Regions from separate parts of the Drosophila melanogaster genome. Here region 1 is linked to region 2. Evidence: chromatin contacts called from public Hi-C data. All regions are on one chromosome and are shown on one strand. Each heading gives the region's core, a stretch centred on a gene start, on an enhancer-like site or on the middle of the called end of the contact. The rest is flanking DNA. Distances are from core to core; before and after follow the strand shown.

Region 1 (4,423 bases), core at 1,332-3,831, 330 kb after region 2:
GTATGAAAAAGTTGAAGCAATTGATATAAATATAACACCCGTTTAAGACCTTTTCAATAAATTTATATTAACGTTTTCCTTTTTCATAAGTCTTAGCTGAGTACCTATAGCTACAATATATCTAAATCATGTAGATTAATCTTTGCGTGGACTTTTAGTGAATTTTATATCCTTCTTTAACGGCTTATTATTTATTAATATAATTTTCGATTTTGTAGATGTGATTATAGGTAGTTGAAGCAATTTACAAATATTTTGCTATTGCATTTCAACTTCGAACTGTCAACAAGCAAAACAGCAGCGGTCAAAACAACCAAATTTGCATGTATTAAATATTTATGCAGCGCCTGCAGGCCACTGATAATGGCTTTAATTGTAAAATATGGATTTTTATTTTAAATAATGTATATCTACCTTTGTTTTATGTTCTTTTCCTGCCTTTATGACGTATATCATAATTTTGTGTATTTTTTGCCTTTGCCATCTTTGCTTTCATTGTTCACCTCACATATCTCACATGTGGGTAGAAGCAATTTGTATCTCTCAATGCCTTATCTTTGTCTCAGTTGTGTGGACACTAAATATTTCCATCTTTCGAGTGAGTCAGAATGGCAGAAACCTAAGGTGCCTAAACCATTTTCATAAATATCTTGAAGTTAACAAAATGTTTCAAGTTCTAGAATTTTATTGCCATATTTTAAGTTCCAAAGGGCGTTGCCACTGAGTTACTAATGTGTTTGAGTTCTACTGAACTAGATGCTCCTTTTATCTCTGATTCGTTTTTGCTTCTATTATCTCAACTTTGTCAAACACAAACAAATTGTATGAAGTAACCACAGAATTGCCTTGTTCATAATATCTACAGGTTTGAAACTGCCATATTCTTTAGTAATTATTATAAAAAGTCTAGGGTTAACTGCCGACAAATACGTTAAAAAAAAATGATAAAAACAATTAGAAGCATCGCTAAGGAATGGAGAAGGAATGGGAAATGGCTGAAATTAGTTTCTGTCTTGCTTTTGGTGATTTCTTTCGAACGAAACTTTTTACTCGAAGATGACATCATTATGTGAATACCGCCGCTGGAAGATCAAGACGAGAAACAGCATGGAGACACGTGTCTGCCTTGGCTCAATCTTCACTTTATTTTTCCAAAATCTTTTCAATAGCTTACGGATACGCACATATATCATAATTCTGAGGCCTTATTAAGCTAAGTCAAGTCAACCGACGTATAAAAGAATTACACGGCTGGGAATCCCCAACAATTTTGAATATCTACCAAAGAAGTTATGTCGTCAGTTTGTCATTTAAAAATTCGGGGAAAATATTATTATTATGTGTGTTTCCAAAAGCATACAATTCCTTCCATTGTACATCTTATATTTGATTTAAAACTACTACCTTCATAACTTGTTATCTGCAAATTCGAGCTTGTCGATCTCAAATGTCTATAAATGAAGAGGAACTTATTTAGGGCACACACGTTTTACCTTATTTATTTTAACCTTTCAATGTTTTTAATAACTACCAGTGCCGGACGCCTGGCTAAAGTCAATGACCAATATCGACCGATAATGCCAGTCACTATAAACATGACTTTGCGGAAAAGCTGACCACCCAATAAGGGCAAAAATCGGAATAGACCCTTAGATACCCCTATAAACCCACCTGAGTGACGAGGTGTCAGCCAGTGTGTTTAACATAGAAACGGAGATTGCAACAGATTACCTCGATCCCCGAGTTTAGCCGAGTTGCAAATTTTCTGGGAGAAACTGTGGCAAAAATGAAATGTGGAGCAGGTGGGGAGAGGAAGGAGTAAGATTGTGCATATTGCACCAGCTGTTTATAAGTCACTCAAAATAATTGGAAAAGCAAAAGTGCAGCCTCAGTGCTGGCACTTTTGTTTTCGGTTTCCATCACTATTATTTTAGGCTAATATAAATTCATTGAATTCTTTCTATAGTTAATACATATACTGACTTGTTCAGATCTAATTAAATTTTTTAAAATGGTAAATATGTTAGCGCACCTCTGAACAATTGATTATTTTACGAAATTATGAGATTCCTAAATCCAGTACACTACTCCACTTCTTTGAAACCCAATGCAACACTGAACAGCGAATTCAGTTAACTTCTCTAATTTTTTGAAAATTAAAACATTTGGGTCTTGAAAGCACTGACAGCACTGAACGAAAAACTTACCCGGCAAATCGGCCCGATGGGATGGGAAAATCGGGAGTTACGGCAAAGGAGAGGGTTTAAGTCGAGCTTGAGACTTTAATGCCGGCGTCGACTTTTCGAAGCTTTTGAATTTGCCGCTGTTGTTTGAATTTGTTGGCGGTGTTGTTGTTGCTAATTCTGCAGCTGTTGCATGCGCTCTATTGTGATTTGTGTTTTACTCGTTTTATTGCACTTGACATAACTTTTCGAGGAGATTTAGGAATTTGTGTCGAACCAGAAATTGAGAACGAAACGTAGAACACAAAAGAACTTCGGAATTAGACCCGCTTCTTCCCCAAGAATTGTGATATTTCCGGCCGACGGTATGGTGTTTTTTTTCCACAGAGCACGCGACCGCTTCGTTAAAAACTTGGATTACAACTGAAGCGGCGAATTCTCGGCGACGTAGTACCAACAACTGAGCGCGCTATAGCTAGCTATATAGCCATTGCTTCTCTTTCGCTCGTTTGAGAAGAGAGCTTTGCACTCTTCTTACCAACTGATAAACGTTAATTGGTGTTGCCAGCCCGCGTTGCCAACTACTGGGGGTCTTGGGAAAAAGCTAAAGCTGGAAAAGCTACAGCTAATTGAACTATCGCTCCAGGTAAACCTATAATTTAGCATGGGACTAACAAGCTCACGGGGGAATTTCCCATGAGTGACGAGCATTAAACACCGATGATTAAAGTCGGGTAAATATATTACGATCAGTTTAACGCTGTAATGAATACTTTACACTTTTTTTTTTTTTTAACAGAATCTCTTAATTAAATAGTAATAGCTGTAAATATGGTTTAAGTAATGTTTAAATATTAATAAACATCCAGATACTTAACTTTAAATTTCTTAACTGCGTTACCTACGGGTGCAAAGCTAATTACTTACCAAAAAATAATTTTTCATATACAATTAAAGGACCAATTACCAAGCACGAGGGACTAAGTATTTTAAAATTCCCATTTAGGATGTGTTGTGTAAGAAAAATGCCCAGCTTACCACTTAAGAGGTCTGGCAAGCCCACAACAATTAATATAAAATAAAGCGTTACGATTATGCGAGACAATCTTCATTAATTAGACGCAAGTCGAACATAGAACAAATTAGCCAAGGGTTCGCATCCAGTGGGGGTTTGCGACCCCAACCAACAATGTCATTAACGTCACGTCGCTTTCGCCAGTGTCTCCTTCACCTTTTCCCGTCGCAGGATAAAGGGTGCAGTAATTATATTTACCGTTAATCCTGATTCACCACAAAAGGATAACGACACGCAGGGCAAAGGGTGACCGCCTGAATAGGAAAAAAAAAAATGCAACAAAGAGTGTTAGTAGCGCGAATGTTGTTGGTGCTAAATGTGGGTTACAGCGGTTACAATCAACCTTAATGAACCCGAAAACCAACGCACACGTTTTATCTAGCATTTTTAACTTAGTCAACTAAAATTTGGCTGAAATCAGGGAAAAAACTAATTGCTCACAGAAAGAAATGTGGATTTTGAGTATTGTTGAGGAATAAAAAAATGTTACTGTTACAAAAAAAATGTTACTGTTACAAGGTATCACTCGTTCGACTATTCGGCTTGCACTCGATTCCATCTGCAGTTCATTTACATAGTATTCGATTAAGTGCAATTTACTTTGCGTTTCGATTTCTATGGGTTTCCTTTCTCTATGGCATTTGAAATGAAAAGCGTGAGGCTTAAAGTGCGTTTGGCTCGATTGCCTGAACACTGAAATCAAGTGCGGTAGATTGTGAGCTGCTGGTTGCACTCAAACCCCATTGATTCTCGAACTTTTGCTGGTTCCCTTTAACAATAAACACAGCTCAACTGGCTCAAACCGCAGGTGCAGACTGAACTTTGGTTCTCTAGGTTGCAGTTAATGTTTATCTATTTCCGAATATTGGTTTTATTTTTCTTCAATTGCTGTTCGTCATTCAATTCTTTGAAACCTAAATTTACATGAAATTTTCTAACAGAATTAACACTTGCGAGCCTCAGGCTGTCACATCCGATTCAATAATAACAAAATTATAATTTGCATTATCGTTTGGGTCTTGTTAATAGGACACTCTAGGAGTATAACTTGTTTGGCCTAAGTGCATAAATTGCTAATAAATTGTCACAACATTATGCATATTGGTATTTTCCAGACCATCTCCTTGGCTCTTCAATAGTTTTCCTTCACAAATATTTCATATCG
Region 2 (4,678 bases), core at 1,381-3,880:
CGCATTTGAACACGAGTGTCAGTGCATTACGCTCAATCGATCAGCCATCATGAGTCATTTTCCATTTCCATAACTGCCTGCACACGCTCAATTTCAATTTCTCGGTCTCGGCTAGCTGGCACAGATACTAGTGCCGTCTCTCTCACTTCGCCGGCAGCTTTGGTGGTGTTGGTGGAATGGCAGGGAAAAGGAATACCCTTTTGTGCTTGGAATCTAGTATTGCTTAAATTGATAATCATATTATGCGAATTTATACCAGTCAACTGGTCTAATTACAAAGGGTAACTATTGGTGCTGAAATCTACATATGTATGTGTGAATATATTCCTATTGTACAGCAGTTTACCCATATGGATTTCATGATTTTTCAAAGCAGCTCACTTATGCCCGATTTTATAGGATATTAGTGGAATTAGTGGATGTCAGTGGTCCAACCCAACCGTATCTAGCATATTTACACAACAATCTGTCCTGTTTCATAAGATTATCTTTGATAAACACAAAGTATGGACTATAATCACTATCTAAACGAAAACAACAAACTTCTAGTTTAACCTCCAGTTAGAATATGACTAATTAGTGGATTTAGTTGATCTTTGTCATTGTTATTTTATAGCATATATCAAATCCCACATATAATTAAGAACTTGTGTACAATAATAACACCCCCAGTGATGGTTATAAAGTCCAGATGCTGGAATACCCCTAAAATTAGGGCACATACACACTTATATTCAGCTTAATGGCCCCAGTCGAATGATGCAATGGGGTTCTCTTGGCGAAACAAAACAACTGTAAACACCACACAGACTGTGCGGGGTGGGTGAAGGGAAGCGGAGTGGGTGGTGGGGTTGGGCGCCGGCAGGCAGACAGCATGCATGTTCTCGAACATCGTGTGACGTCAAGGAAATACACTGCGGCACCCGGTGCGCAACGTGGCCCAGTCAGTCAATGCTCCCTAGTTCGTTCGATTGATTAGCAAGGGTAAACGAAACGAAAGTGCTGCCTGGCCCAGCTTTGCCGATAACTGACTAGAAATCCACTGAATGAAAGCGTAGGAGCAATGGTCGGGTCTTTTCTCTGATTGGTAGTCAGTCCCCACCCAATGACAAGCAGAATAATACATACATATGGTTAGGAACTTTAGAGGAAGTATAACTTCCGATACAAAATATTACATTAACGTATATCTTTTTTTTACCATTGCATTTTAGCAGAAATATCCTACAAATCGTATTTTATAGGTACAACTTTAAGAAGCAAAGAACGTTTGTCACATTCTCAAAATAATAATTATATGCTTAAATAAGGCTTTTGTTTTCTTTTGGCATGCAAATAACTGTTGCCTACGAAATATACTTTATATTTAGGCAATACAACAATATTACGACAGAGATACAGGTGAATTTCCAATAGGTAGAAGTTCAAATTTATACGAAAGAGCTGCCAAATTCACAGTCAGAGCAAATATTTGCAATTATTTCATCATTCTGTTAACATGTTGTCTAGTTAAAATTAAACTGGTGACACACGAAGCGCAAATATGCGAAATCTCTTCAGAAGGTTTCCAAAATATATCTCATGCATCACAGTTTGCTTCTCAGCTATGGGAATTTAGTGTCAAACTCCCAGAGTTCTAGAAACTCAAATTGCTCACCTGACTGACTCTGGCTGCAGCTGTTGTCCGTGTTGCTGCAGGAAATGCCGCTGCCACTCCGGATGCCGCTGTCCCCAGATCCACGGGGGTGGTTGTTGTTATTGTTGTTGCTTGCTTTCGCAGCAGCGGCAGAAGCAGCTGTCCCGGACTTGGGCTCCACCATGTTGTTGCTGTTGTTGTTACTGTACGGTGCTCCTGGACGCGATTAGAGTGAGACAGGCAGAGTGCTTACAAGCTGGAAAAAGGGTTTACGGTGCAACAAATGAGCAGCAGTTTTTCTCAGTCTCTCGTGCTCTTTCCTCTCTTCTCGTTCAGTTCATTCAAAATCAAAATGGTGGCCGCCTATGGGATTTTTGTGTTTTTAATACAATGCGGCGGTTGATGAAAAAACTGATTCAATTCTGCTGCAGATGCTCCTCTCTCTCTCTCTCTCTATCTATCGCTCTCCGCTGTTTATTTATTCTTGGTTTGGTGGTTGAGTCGTCGTTGGTGTGGCTGCTGTTGTTGTTGTAATCGATGGCTGCTGCTGATTTCTCTCATCACACAGGCGAAAAAAGCTCAAGCAAAAAATGGGGTTTATCTATTTGCACCGCTTTTTTCGGTTATCTGCGATATTTTTTGTTTTTTTCTTCGGGTATTGCGATTTTTGCGTTTCACCTCTTCTTTGTGGGCTTGGTGCAGTAGTGCTGTTGCTGTGGTTGTTGCTCTTGTAGTTGTTGGTGAGATGGTTGTTGTAGTGATGGAGGCGTTAATTTAGTTCTATTTTATTTTCCGGAGCTGCTGGAGATGGCTGGTGTGGCGGTGGAGTTGGTCGTTAAAATTTCCTCTGCTGATTACAACACAAAAAAAATCGCTGAATAGCGGACAAAAGCCGTTTTCTTTGCGTATTTCGCTTTAAGTTTCCTTCCCAGCTACCGATCCATTTTCAAAGTTCGAATGATTCCGACGAATGACGACGAATTCATCCGTGTGGCCGGAGGTACCATTTTGGTAGGACCGTTTTTCGGGCCAACGAAAATACCACAAGACGGCAGCGACACTAGGGTTTTTTGCTTCAAATGTAGTATGGCTACGCAACTCACATATGGTTGAGAACTTCGCTGTTTATTTGGTGGTTAAACTAGCTAAATACAATAAGAGTGGCAACGCCGTCACGTTTTCTACATGTATTTTACTTGGCGTAGTGCGCCAAGCTTATAAACCACAGTTGGGCGGTTCTTTTGAATTGTTTAATTTACACCCCACTATGAAACTTATTAGCCTTCTTTATTTATTTTATATTTTATTTTTGGGAAGAATACGTTTACTCAAGGTTCGCAGCTTGTCAATCAGTATTCGCAAATATCAATAATAAAAGGCATCAATTTTCCAATCAGCAGTTGAAAAGAACTCCCCTCGACATTTGAACAAAATGCATTTTTGGGTGATTATAATTTATTAGAATTTTTATTGACTTAAGGTAAATATAAATAAAATATTATTCAAGTACAAAGTTATATATACTCATTAATATTATTTGATTCAAGTAAATATATTTCAAAGTGGCGGTGTTTTATTATATCATTTTTCAATTAAGTACAATTTACTGTTCCTGCTCTATTTCTATGGGTTCGCAGAGAGTCCAAAAGTACTCTTAACACTCGGTCCTGTAAGGTGTGTATAATTTTCGGGCAGGCCATTTTCGGATTTGGCCCGACCGGAAAATATTGCGAGCCATTGACGACGCACCTGCAAGTTTTAAACCTGGCTTATTGACTCGTGATTTCCTCGTCTTTGAGACCCGGGGATCGAGTACTTGTGGGTACTTTGCGAACCCGGACTTCAAACCTTGCCCATGCAACAATTGTATCTTTGTGTAGTTTACGTTTAATCAATGAATTTGGATCACAAACAGTAAATACGTCTTTAACGATAATTGCAGTTGAATTAAACATATTAAGATAAGGGTAGTGGGGTGGGGGTACCTTTGTTTTAATTATAAAAATATTATATCTGCATTTTACATGTTTTTGTTTCGCTACTATCGTTTTTGCTCGAAATTACATAAGTCCAGCCTTAAAACAAGTAATTTTCGTCACCAATCGCATTCGCGCACGCTCCATTATCCATAACACTCGGTTTCGTCATCAATTCAATTCAATTCAATTTTGCATTTAAACGCTACGTTGCCTTAACTTCAGTCCTTTCGCAGAAAATCTAACCCTTAAATGTATTTAGCTCTTCGCCCGTCGATCCTTTTTCTTCCCTCCTTCCTTCCTTCACATCCCCCGCATGCTGCAGACACTAAACATAAATTCAATACGTACAGTTTCAAATTGGATGCGCGGCATCGTATCGTCGTTTAATGTAAAAGGTGTAATGCTACGCGCCCTTTTCGTCTGATCCTTGCCCTAAATGCCATCCTAGGGTATTAATCCATCCACCTCTAACTACAATTTAACTTCTCTTTGGCCGCAAACCCCCCGCATTACTTATTTAGCTCCTGTAAATATGAACTGCTTATGTTTCGCTTACGCTCCTTCGATCATTTTTGTGTTTGCTTTTGTTTTTGTGTTTATAATTTATTTAAATGCACTAAAAGTTGCACGGACCGTTTGCCAGCAGCCTGTGAAGTCGATCGTCGTCGGTTCGGCTGTGTTGCGATCTAGATCTATCCTGTAATTGTCGATTTTATACCTTCGATAAGCCAATGAAGTGTGAGAAAATATGTATCTATTTCGTCATTTGTTTGTTCGTTCGTTATGCATTTTAGTTGGTTGATGATGGTTCGTTTTGCGTTTATAAAATGCCAAAATTTGTGCAAATTTCTAAAACATTTTTAGTTTGTTCTTCTCGTATTATTCTAAAATATTTGTAACTTTAAAATGTACTTCCTCATTAGATTAAATTTTTCTTTTCTTTTCTTTTCTTTTGTTTTGTTTCATTTTTCTTTTCTTTTTTCACTTCGTTTAAAATATTGCATTTTTATTTTATGTTTTTCTTTTGGAGGCTTTATCCCTGAGTGATTTAATTTCATTTGTT

The links. Hi-C and Micro-C count contacts between places; a contact is called where the count stands out from the background.
Region 1: a contact with region 2 is called in a Hi-C map of the S2 cell line, with 2.7 times the contacts expected there. The contact joins the promoter of ATP8B here to the promoter of Lk6 in region 2. A contact is called at or near these places in 2 of 107 Hi-C or Micro-C datasets (the Kc167 cell line and the S2 cell line).

The regions. Positions count from the first base shown.
Region 1 is chr3R:12,088,031-12,092,453 of dm6, forward strand. It overlaps ATP8B (ATPase 8B), which reads right to left and starts at 2,582. Exons shown (of 20, transcript NM_001300367.1): 1 at 2,208-2,582.
Region 2 is chr3R:11,761,827-11,766,504 of dm6, forward strand. It overlaps Lk6 (Lk6 kinase), which reads right to left and starts at 2,631. Exons shown (of 6, transcript NM_143729.3): 1 at 1,658-2,631. The coding sequence starts at 1,820. It overlaps l(3)neo38 (lethal (3) neo38), which reads right to left. Exons shown (of 6, transcript NM_001043243.3): 6 at 3,212-4,678.